Linked DNA regions of Mus musculus: regions 2, 3 and 4 are each linked to region 1. The links are chromatin contacts, called in public HiChIP or PLAC-seq maps. All regions are on one chromosome and are shown on one strand. The core of a region is the stretch at or near the end of the contact, and the rest is flanking DNA. Distances in the headings are between cores, read along the strand shown. Region 1 overlaps Npas3 (neuronal PAS domain protein 3). Region 2 overlaps Npas3 (neuronal PAS domain protein 3). Region 3 overlaps Akap6 (A kinase (PRKA) anchor protein 6). Region 4 overlaps Npas3 (neuronal PAS domain protein 3).

The links. HiChIP or PLAC-seq counts read pairs in DNA pulled down with a chosen protein or histone mark.
Region 2: an H3K27ac HiChIP or PLAC-seq map of oligodendrocyte precursor cells shows a contact between it and region 1, with 5 times the contacts expected there. The contact joins two enhancer-like sites. A contact is called at or near these places in 1 of 484 Hi-C or Micro-C datasets (embryonic fibroblasts) and 5 of 115 datasets of contacts at active chromatin or transcription factors (embryonic basal ganglia, embryonic forebrain, embryonic stem cells and 2 more).
Region 3: a contact with region 1 is called in an H3K27ac HiChIP or PLAC-seq map of oligodendrocyte precursor cells, with 6 times the contacts expected there. The contact joins two enhancer-like sites. A contact is called at or near these places in 2 of 115 datasets of contacts at active chromatin or transcription factors (embryonic basal ganglia and oligodendrocyte precursor cells) and 1 of 9 other capture datasets (embryonic stem cells).
Region 4: an H3K27ac HiChIP or PLAC-seq map of oligodendrocyte precursor cells shows a contact between it and region 1, with 5 times the contacts expected there. The contact joins two enhancer-like sites. A contact is called at or near these places in 1 of 115 datasets of contacts at active chromatin or transcription factors (oligodendrocyte precursor cells) and 1 of 9 other capture datasets (embryonic stem cells).

Annotation. Positions count from the first base shown.
Region 1 is chr12:54,032,755-54,035,474 of GRCm38.p6, forward strand. All of the region lies in intron 7 of Npas3 (neuronal PAS domain protein 3), which reads left to right. Among named protein-coding and RNA genes, the nearest start is that of Gm35818, 110 kb to the right of the region's middle. Within about 2 kb of position 1,342, at least 36 of the 459 cell types and tissues checked have an H3K27ac peak or open chromatin away from gene starts, as enhancers often do. A contact at or near this core is called in oligodendrocyte precursor cells, where this site is marked.
Region 2 is chr12:53,290,855-53,293,565 of GRCm38.p6, forward strand. All of the region lies in intron 1 of Npas3 (neuronal PAS domain protein 3), which reads left to right. It overlaps Gm51419 (a long non-coding RNA gene), which reads left to right. Exons shown (of 2, transcript XR_003950183.1): 1 at 1-2,711. Among named protein-coding and RNA genes, the nearest start is that of 1700030L22Rik, 25 kb to the right of the region's middle. Within about 2 kb of position 1,382, at least 104 of the 459 cell types and tissues checked have an H3K27ac peak or open chromatin away from gene starts, as enhancers often do. A contact at or near this core is called in oligodendrocyte precursor cells, where this site is marked.
Region 3 is chr12:53,123,214-53,126,111 of GRCm38.p6, forward strand. All of the region lies in intron 12 of Akap6 (A kinase (PRKA) anchor protein 6), which reads left to right. Among named protein-coding and RNA genes, the nearest start is that of Npas3, 120 kb to the right of the region's middle. Within about 2 kb of position 1,643, at least 44 of the 459 cell types and tissues checked have an H3K27ac peak or open chromatin away from gene starts, as enhancers often do. A contact at or near this core is called in oligodendrocyte precursor cells, where this site is marked.
Region 4 is chr12:53,320,636-53,323,362 of GRCm38.p6, forward strand. The region is part of intron 1 of Npas3 (neuronal PAS domain protein 3); the gene reads left to right. Among named protein-coding and RNA genes, the nearest start is that of 1700030L22Rik, 4.9 kb to the left of the region's middle. Within about 2 kb of position 1,451, at least 7 of the 459 cell types and tissues checked have an H3K27ac peak or open chromatin away from gene starts, as enhancers often do. A contact at or near this core is called in oligodendrocyte precursor cells, where this site is marked.

The DNA of each region.
Region 1 (2,720 bases), core at 92-2,591:
AAGACGGGGGAAAGTGCTGTCGCTGCTGACACTCCACCCTCATCTATTTAAACAGCTTCGGAAAAGAAACTGCTAGAAGCTGGTTAAGGAGTTTCCAAATGTGTGACTGTAAATGACTATCTCTAATCATGGCTGAATAAACCAAACGCAGCAAATGAGCTGGCGGCTCACACAGAAGGCCCGAGACTGTTGGAATTGCATCTGCTGAATGGATAATGACCCATGTCAGTGCATGGGTCTTTGGAAAGTTAAAGTCCTAAGTTTGATCAATTCGTTTATATATGTACACAGACAGAGAGGCTGACAGACATGTGTGTACATGTACACACACACACACGTATATATTTAGGAAAAGAATAGAGGAAAATGTCCTCTGACATTTCATCCTGAATTGGTAGGGAAAGCACTGGGCAAGTAATTACTGGGTTTGATCATTAAGGAGTGTTATATCTAAATTCGTGGAATACTGGAGTTTAAAACTGACCTACCTGTTTGCTTTAAACAACTTTAACTATCAAGCATAAACATTATTACTTATGTTTTTCCTTTAAGAGGAAAATTTAAAAACTCCTCCTCCTGAGGAGACTGCCCTCCACTGATGGTCAGCTTGGCTGTCAAGTCCATGTGGCTAACTCTTTTTAATTCTCTAACTTCTATAACTGAGGGAGAGAAGAGCTGGCGACACTCGGTATCTAAATCATCTCTTAACGTTTTCCTTTCTGGTCAAAACACACGCGTTATCATCCCATAGTTCTGTATGATGAAGGAGGGGCAGGACACGTGCCCTTTTGTGAGGCCACCTTCATGTTTCCTCTTGGCTGGGACTGCTGTCTTCATGCAGGGAGCACCTCTCGGCTGGCTTTGAACATTCATTGGCTTTGTTATAGTTTAGAACATCAATATAAAATTCTGCTAGCAAACTTGAGACAAAAATAAGAGATGCAGAATATGACTGGTTGTTGAACTCAGGAAATGTATGCCGAATGTAGCAAGGAGTTAATCGAGGGCCAGGAACATACCCTTGCCTTTGTTTCTAGCCAAACATAGAATTTATTAGATCTTTCCCAGTAAGCTATGAGCCTATGGGTTCCAAAGACAGTGTATCACATATCATAGCATCTCTCTCTGAGAAGTAGAGCAGGAGGAGGAAATAGGAAGCCAGTTTTCATCCCTTGCCTGGCATGAGACTTGTTCCAAATCTTCTTTGTTTCCCAACATGGTTGGAAGATACAATCGAAGCCTGTTATATTGAGAAGAACTGCCTCTCTGCCCTGTCAGTGGCGCTAAGCCACCAGGGGTTCTGGGGGGCCAGGAAGGGTGATGCCCATCCTCCACACCAACTGACAGGGGATGCGAAACTTGCCCTCTCCTACAGCACAATGGTGCTCTGTCCTTCTCTAGGAGACTTTAATATAGTAACTGAATCAGGTGAAATTTGATCAGATGTGTACAGCTCCGTCTTCTCACTTTGCCACATAACAATTTATAGAGGTGTTTCTACCATGGTCCTGTTTTATTAAATGATATTTGAAGTGTTCCACTCTCAGAGAAAATGTGGTTTATATCCTTGGCATACATTTACATAATCTCGTTAAGGAGATCTGGCAGCTTAGTTAAACTATCCCAATAAAAAATATATATATCTTATCTTTGGTAGAAGAAAGGCTGTTTTCTCCAGAGGGAACAAGAGGCAGATATGGGATCTGGGCCCATTTTGAGACCTTTGGCTCTAGTTATAGTTCTGTTTTCCATGTTATGTATTTGAACTTTGTTAAAAGAGATAGATGAGGAGTAACTTATGTTTGGAGGACCCAGTCATGTAAGGAGAGGATGCTCTATCTAATGTATATTAAATGTGGATTTTAAAAGGGAATTTTTACTTGTTGCCTTAGAAAATATTTCTATTAAAAAAAAAATAAAACAAGGGTGATGAATTACCAGCAATCTCTCAGCTCCCCCGCTGGAGCCATCAAATTAAGGGTTAACCTCCCAGGATCCCCTGAATTAATCAGGAGCTGAGCCAGCGGCAGGATGGGGAGGGGGAGGGGATTGGCAGAGCTCAGCCTCCCCCAGGAGGCTCCCAGCACAACAGAGCAGCCCACTGTGGTATAGCCACTGAGAAGGCAGACCCTTTCACAAAGAAAAAAGCAAGCACCGGAAGCCTGTCTCTAGCCCCCTCACACACACACTCCCCCCCACACACACCCCACCCCACATCCCACCCCTGCACCAGCTCAGGCCTCCTGCCTATCAGGTGCCAATCCTCCGTTGTCTGGGAACCAAAAAGCACTAGGTCTGACTATTTTTCAGTACAGAGTTCATTGTAAATACATGCTTTTCTTTTTTGGAAGTCAGGCTATGCGTGCCCCTGGGTGGCCTTTTTAGGCTCCATGGGCTCATCCAGCTCTCTGTGGAGAGAAGCCTTAGCTGGGTGGACAGTAAGGCCTGCCAACCTCTGCCATACCAAGCAGCAGGGAGAGCCAGTGCCCCGGACCTCCTGAGAGACAAAGAATCTAAAGTGGTAGAGATGGGGCCTGGGAATCCGCCTTCCTTACAAGCTTTCTTTTCTCGTGGCACATACAATTTTAAGAACCACTCATTCCAGAAGCTGTTTGGGCTGGTTGGTTTAAACAAAACCCCTGCTATCGCCATCAGTTACTTCATGGTTTCTAAAGAGCTCACTCTATGAGCTCTCCCTCTGCAACCTGGCCTTTGAATCA
Region 2 (2,711 bases), core at 132-2,631, 740 kb before region 1:
TTTAAATTATGATAATGATTATCGCTAAAAATTTATGGGGGCCATATGTCCTGGCATGTCTAAATATCCTGTCTTAGCAAGGCCTGCTTATCGTCACCTAAGGACACGCTGGTGAGGAGGAAGGCACATCTTAGTGGTGGGCTTGACAATAGAGCTCTCCATGACCTCTGTCTTACGTTCGTGGAATTTAGGCCATGTTTGAGTAGATGCTCCAGTGCGCTGTAGAATCTGTTGGGCTTTGCTTTCTAGTCGGTAACCTGCAGGACAGACATCCACACAACACAAGCACCACAGCCAGGGACTGCTTAGGAGGATTCGCCTTGCCTGCCGTGTTAGCTGTTCCTACGCAAATCATAACCCCCAGTGTTTCCTGCAGCATTTGTCTAATGCCAAAGAGACACGTTTTGTCTAGAAAACAAAAACTTCTGTTAGACTTTTAGCTTCTTTTAGACTTGACTTTCTTTTGGAATTTTCGGTGGAGGCTTTCTGAGGAAGTTTTTGGGTTTTTTTTTTTTTTTTCCACGTTTATTTGCTTGTTTCTACATATGTCCATGAAAGATTGTATTTATTGAACAAATGAAATGGAACTAAACTCCCAAGAGAGGGCATGCCATGGAAGAGGAAAGAAATCAGAGGCTGAGATCGGTCTCAAGGGCTCACAGGAGGACAAGCAGTCAGCCTACGTGTGTTTCACAAGGATGCTCAGGTCTTAGAGTCGGGGCCTGGATGTCAGCAGCTGAGTCTCCATAATGCATGGGAAGGATCTAGGAGAAGCTTTACGGTTCTGTCACAGCATGGCTGGTGAGAGAAGGTGGACGGTCGTGATCAAGGGCAGATGGCTGTGAGTGAGGCATCAGTCAGAAAGTCCACAGTGCTTCATGATTGACGTGAGTTAACCTGTCATTCAGAGAGGGCATAGAGTGGGCATTCTCACAGATACCTGAGTGGACATGGAATTCACCGGGGATTCTGAACTCTGTGGAATGCCACGCCCTTTCAGATTGCCACTGTGTAGCGGTAGTTTGGGGACCTCACTTTCAGAGACACGAGCAGGGGGCTCTGAGTTGACATCGCTCACTTGCGTTTGTATGATTTGCAGGGAGCATAAGAGCCACGGGCTTTCCTCCCCACAAATGTGCCCACACTTAAGCTTATGTTTTAGGAAAAAGGTAGGAATGTTCAGAAGTCTTAACCCGGGTTCCGCTGAGAAACGCATATGCTAATAAGGAGAAAGGGGAATGTGTTCTGTTCAATAGAAAATATTTTGGCTAGACTACCGGGTGCCTACCTTGCAAGGAATCACAGATATTTGGCATGTTCAGAAAAGCGTTGGACGGGGCTGATTTGTTCTGACCATCAGGAAGCTGTGGAGCCAGGACCCGGGGAGCCGTCTGTTTGCACTGGTTTATGGTGCTGAGGTCAGTGGAGAGGGAGGGTTTTGTTTCCATGACTGCATGTCAGTATATTTTTAAAATGTGACCTCCATCTAAAGGTGATACTAACAATAATCAATTCATACATGATTTTGAAATATTATTTGGTGGGGGCCCAGGTTGGAACTATCATCTTGAGGGGGCTACTGAGTCGTGGGCTCACCAAGTTTGTGGTGGCACTGCCGAGGATTGAGGGCAGGGTCGGACATTTTTTTCCAGCCGGCCTGTGGGAATGCAGGTCTCCCCTCCAGAGTGGATATGATTTTACTCGATTTTTTTTTTAAGGTGGAGAAATGAATGGGGCATGCATTCATGTTTTTCACCTAGGCCAAGTGGAAGACTTTGCAGTGATGTAACCCATTAGGCTAGAGAAGCTTTTCTGTGCACTGCCCCGCAGGGCCGAGAGTAAGTTATGAATGCCGCACTGTTCTCAGCCCAGAGGGCCTTGCCGGGAAGAGAGCGGTGTGCCTGGGCCCCAGCTATTGAGAAGATGCCAGTCAGGAATGAAAACGTCTTTCATGAAACTATAGCTAACTTCCCTGTGACACATTACCATAAAGCAGGGATATTTTAAAAACCAACAGTCTGAAAATACACACAATACTTCATAAAAGTCGGAAGGCTTTATGTTCGAGGGTGCATGTTGAGTGACTTAAAAATAGACAGGTTTGTGTCAGAATGCTTTTGAGGGAATTGTTCTAAGTAGCTTTCCTCCTCGCTCCCTCTGTCTGTTCACAGCTCTGGTTTCTTTTGCCTTTTGGTTGAAATTACAAAAGATGTCTTCTGAGACAAACGCTGGCCCATGACATCAGGACGAAGGAATGCTCGGCCTGGCCCAGCGTGTGTATAGCATCAGCTGCTTAACAAAATGTTACATTTTCCAGGGTGGATTTAAAAATTCCGGAGGATCCCTGAGTGTAGGGGCTGAGTTCAGACAGACTGTTACAGGAGCTCTTGTTAGAGGCATGCCAAAATGAGAATTTTTTTTTACGTTAATATTACAGACTTCCTACTCCCCTCCCCCGAAACAGAAAAATGTACTGTGGTCTGTATAAGACATATGATAAAAATTGATGGCTGTAACCACAGTAGGCTAGCATAGAATTTTAAATTTTGAAAAAATTATAGATGTTACAGATGTAAATTTGAATACTAAATTTTTGATTTGTTTTTTGAGTTAAATTTTGTGGACTTATATAACTCATATTCAGTGAGAATACATAAAATAATTTTAATTACTCTTTATTATTGTTAGGTCTTACCAGGACTTAATTTGGA
Region 3 (2,898 bases), core at 393-2,892, 910 kb before region 1:
TCGTCCTAGGGAAAGTCATTTTTTTTCACGTGGTGTAACATCTCCAACTCCCTTGTCCTAAATTTTAAAGACCATTCTACAATAAACCTTAATGGTATTTAGCTGATTAGAAGAATCCATGGGCCCTGATTTCTCCCCGTTGGCCCCTCCCCCTTTAGCCTTAAGCAAGAGGAGCTACACCAATTAATCCTGGAGGTTAAAGGTCTAGAAGCTACTAAAATAATTCATCTCGAGAGCATTTTTGCATGTAAGTCAATTTTGTTCAATTCGGGATAAAGAATTTTAATATGATGGGGAACAAAGTGTCTTATATTCCCTTTATCCCTCATCCATTCCCGATCATCTTTATCCGCATCACCTTTGTTGGCTCTTCTTACAGCATTTGCTTTCCCCAAGGCTGGGGATGGGGAAAAGAGTTGCAGCAATACCTATCCTCTTCCCTAGGCCACCCATCTCACTGAGATTTAAAAGAGTCAACCGGATGCAACCTGCTTCATGTGCAGAGATGAGGACCAAAACATATCAGCTAAGGATGCTAGGCAATTCCTCCCACTGCACATGGTGTACTTCTTGAAGCATCTTTACTGGACCTTCACTTCCACCCCCTACCAGGGACTGCAACCCAATTGAAGAACTCAGTTTTAGTCTGAAATAATCAAGGTGGAGAAGGGGCTAGATGGGGATTCAGGTAGCTTTGCATTTTAAAGGATTTTTAAAGGATTCTTGTAAGATCACCAATCCACCACATCTAAACCAAGGACATTAAAACTGTTTTAACTGACAAAGCAAACCGGGAGGATGCGAGGGGTCCGACTCATGCCTCTCTGCTTCCTTCTTTTCTTGCATTAGTTAGAAAGAGCCCACTTCACATAGAGAAAGGAGGCCAATTTTCAAAATGCAGCCACCCCCCCCCCTTTTTTTTCCCTTAACAGCACTCATACAGTAGCAATGGCAAAATAAACAACGATGTGTTGGATTTTGTTTTTCTTTATCTATATGACATTTGTGTCATCACAGGAGCCCTAATCCATATTCAGGTCTTCATGTTTGGTGTGCAGTAATATGTAAATGATCTCGCCAGCTGCATGGAGCAGTGTTTGTTGATTCTATTTCTTTTGGCACTGCACAGAACTGAATTTCTGCCAAAAACGGGGCTGCTTCAGGGAGCGCTGGTGCTCCAGGAGGAAGTTTTGAAAGGAAACGCACATCATAAGTCCTCACTCTGTGAAGCAGAAAAATCAAAACAAACTCGCTGTTTACTAAAATAGCGGTATTATGAATGTAAAATAATGTGTTTGTTAAAATATAATGAGCACACTGCCCATCTCCGGGATGCATGGCGTATGTGGGCTTTGGAAGCGAGGGCACAACGTTGAGAAAGCTGGTGCATTTTGATTCTTGGAAAGAAAATAGGTGAAATGAGATAGACAGAGACACCATGTAGAAGTTTAAGGAGGAAAGAAATATTTTAGCATGCATATTAATCTTTGGAAACACATGGCATATACATGCATTTAAATGTGGACAGCTGTGGCGTTTAAGTGTTAAAAAATTTCATTAATGATGCATAGAGCTATCTACTTCTGTTGGCAGGCCTTTCAGTCTTCAATCTGACACTTCCTTTTTTATCCAGCAAGCTAATTTCCCCTCTTTTGTGAGGAGTAACTGTTTTCACACTACTGCTTACCCAGCAAGCCTCCTTATTGTTTCATGGCTAATTATCTTCTCCAGCTTCACCTTCCCCAGTGAGGAGAGCAGGGCAGTTTCTCCCAGCACTAATGAAAGCTAGGTTTTTATGGGTACACTGTGTAAATAAATGTAAGCTCTGATCAGGCAACATAATAAATGAGCTCCTAAAGTTTATGGAGTCACAGCTCACCTAGTACTTTGCTAAACAACTAAGCAAAATGATTAATCTGGTGAAGGAGGGGACTTTAGGTGTTGAGGAAAAAAGTGACAGCTCTGTCAATTTAATATGGGAGCTCTCTGCAGGAATAACACAAGGAATCTCTATCCATCTGGATGTCCCTGGTGGTCCCCAATAGCACAGCTTACAAGGAAGTCCTTTGGAAACTATGGCTGATCTGGTCAGAGGTGGAGATCATCTGGAATTATATGTATGTTTCTGATTACTTCCAATGTATTAACGAAAAAGCAACCACCAGGATCCGTGTAATATAAAATGCTCTCTAACACACTGAATGCAAGCACAGCAGAGACTCCAGCCACAAAGGCTGCATTGCCAACGGCCTTAAGGGAGTGAAGCCAGCAGGTTTGGTGTAGGTAATTAGCCCTGCTGGCAGCCCAGAGTCTTGCTTATGTGTAGTATGAACTCAGTGTATTCTGTAGGTAGCCCTCCTAAGGAGCCACATTCGAACAACTTAGAGCACTTAGTTATAGTTAGCCCAAAAGGGGGGAAATTAAATACACCCTAACCCCTAAAGAGTGCATTTTATTTTTCTTTTACAAAATAAATTTATATGTAATCTAATTTTCTCTGGGTTTAAATTATTATTTCCTTGACATAGAAATCTCTGCTTTCTGTTACTGTGCTGACATGTAAAATCGGACTGGGAGCCTCCACTTTTGTTGCTACGACAGAACACTGGAATGAATCAATTGCAGGGGAAGGAACTCGTTGGTTCACAGTTTCGTAGGTTTCTGATCAGATACGATTGGCTCCACTGCTTTTGGGCCAGGTAAGATAGAACATCCGGACTGGGAACTCGTGGGAGAGCAAAGCAGCCCAGTTCACGGAAGGCAGGAAGTGGAGAGAAAAAGATACAGCCTTCAGAAACAAGTCCCCCGTGACTTCCTCCCACCAGAGAGGCTCTCCCTCCATTCCCGGTGGGTCAACCCAGTAATGAGGTTCGGATCCTCATGATGACCCATTTACTT
Region 4 (2,727 bases), core at 201-2,700, 710 kb before region 1:
GTTCACAAGTTTGGATAAATAAGGCTTGGAAGGAAGTGGGAGAATTGCCAGAAAGCACTTGGAAGGGTTTATACTGTTATACTGCCTCTGGGTCTGAAGCTACAGGGAATCCACCCTGGAGTGGGGCGTGGCTGCAAGAACTCTCTCAGTGGCCTGGGTCAAGAATCTGAGATGGGTGGGGGTGGCAGTGGGATGCAAACCCTCACTGGGCTTTTTCTCCTTTTTATTCAGTCTGGGGCCCAAGAATATGGAATGCTGTAATCAGTTCCACTGTGGGATGGTGTCTTCACTCCTCAGTTAAATTTCTCATTTTCCTCAAAGATAGGCCCTAAGGTTATGTCTCTTAGGTGATTCAAAATTCAGTCAAGTTGACAATGACTAGCCATTAGGGGTTCTTTTGGGAGAGGGACTAGTTCATCTCGTGATGCAGAACAGATGCTGGGGTGGAAGCTGGAGAATGCCGGGCCGACCTTGGCATTTAGCTGACCTCCAGATGATTTACAGGTGGCATGGTCCCTGCCTTTCAAGCAGCGCTCAGCATCTTCTCTAGATGGTGCACAGCCCGAGCTTCTGCACAGCCTGAGCTTCCGCACAGCCCGAGCTTCTGCACAGCCTGAGCTTCTTGGCCGATGCTCTGGAGGGAATTCTCAAATGGGAAACGAGTGCTTCCAAATCTAAGCGCTTGTCATTCAGGGAGAGAATGGGTCTTTTCCAAAGACTGCGATTTAAAATGATGTCATAGGCTAATGGTGTTCACCTCAGTTTTACTTTATGAATTCCGCAGACTTCTTTAAAGACCACAAACCAGTGGCAATGAAACATATTTTCATTTTAGAAAATGACTATTTTAGTGTTCTTATGAAAGCTATCATTTTAGTTAGTAAAATCCAAAGCACTAGATTCATTATATGCTAGGCAACTTCCTCTTCACAATTAATAGTGAAGTGTTTCTCCTATTATTGGAGAGAATCGTCTGTTTAAAGTGCATTAATGCTAAGAAGGTGACATGTCTTTGATACTTGCTTGTGCATAAAGGTGGCCGAAAGAGAATCATAAGGACACAGGAAGTACAAGCTTACTTCAAGAAATCGCTTTCCCAGGAACCCACATGAAAGGTGTCAAAGATACTCTTAGAACCTGGACAGACAGTCTCTCTCTCTCTCTCTCTCTCTCTCTCTCTCTCTCTCTCTCTCACTCTCTCTCTCCCTCACTCCCTCCCTCCCTCCTTCCTTCCCTTTTTCTCTCCCAACCCCCTCTCTCCCTCCATCCCTCCCACCCTCCCTCTTTCCTTTAAGATTACTGGCCTAAGCATTATCTTGCTCAACTTCATATTATCCTCAAATTTCATTGAATAAAAATGAGTTTGAATTTAGTAAATGAAGTCAGCTTGATTCCTACAGTCCCTTCACCACCCAGGTGTCAGGCCAGCCCAAGCTGTTTAGTACAATGAAGGTTCTTGTTTGACCATAACCACACATCTCACGCCACAGGCAATCAGCATTTTAATTAGTGATTCAAAGGAAAGCCATTGTCCTCTAGTTGCTTTATCATAATTGCCAAATAATTTTCCATTGAATAAATAAATAATGTAAAGGAGAAACCTCCCCTCGTAATGCTGTCATTAAGGCTTCATTTTTTTTTACCCCCTCATTTGTATTTGTATTAACACACAGCCCACTTGAAAGGGAGTAATTATAATGGCTTTCTGACAGTAGCCTATGGTTTATAAAACCCGGGGATGGTTTCCTTTTCTATCAGTGCTTTGCACTGCTTGGCTCATTTCAAGGCTTAGATAAAGGAAGCTCATGGTGACTGGTGCCTCTTGGAAGGTGTGTGAAAGTGAATGATTGATTTGCTGGGTGCATCATTGGAACTAGGTAACTCGCATTATGACTCTGATGTACTGTGTAATTGATGCAAGTCCTTTCATAGCATCCTGAGATTGAAATCAATATTCATTTGGAGTGCAACAACTGTAATAAACTACATTCCTTTTGTAAGCAGTGGTCTAAGGCTTTGTAAAGGATCAGTTAGGAGTGACAGATTAACATTAGGTCAGGCTGGGGTCTATTTGAATAGATATGAACAATGTCTTCAAAACACCCCATTTAAAGCATCCGATTTCAAGAAATGAACTTTTTGATTCCATTGCTTAGAAACTTCTTTCACTTTGCCTCTGTAGGAGTCACTCCTCTTTCCACCGACAGACCTGGACTCAGGATAAAGAACGGGCACAAATGTTCACAAACGGGGTCATTTTCATGCAAAACAGTGCACATGCTATTTATAGTCCTTGATAGATTTTTTTTTTTTAAAAAAAGAATGTCTCATCTGTGTTGTTATGTCTTTCAAAATATTGATGATTGGTGATTGAAATTTGCATCCTGCCTTCAGAAAATGGCTCTGACTCTCACTTGAGATACCAAGGAGATGTGTTCTGAAGAATAGAGGAATCAATACCAATTAATCCTTACAGTCAGGCCGCGTGTTTATCATCTTAAGTGCTGCTATGGGACAACAGTTTAGAGACCAAGATGGCCGGTTTTAAGATCAGATGAATTTAGGTTCCAATCTGGCCGTCAGCTAGCTGGATTGAGCATGTGATCCAAAATTCAGCCTCCACTGCTATCTGCTAAAGGCAGATACTCAGAGTAATACCGGGATAAGGGAATGACCTAATTATATCTAAAGGACACACTGCTTGGTCTGTTTTGAGCATTCAGTATA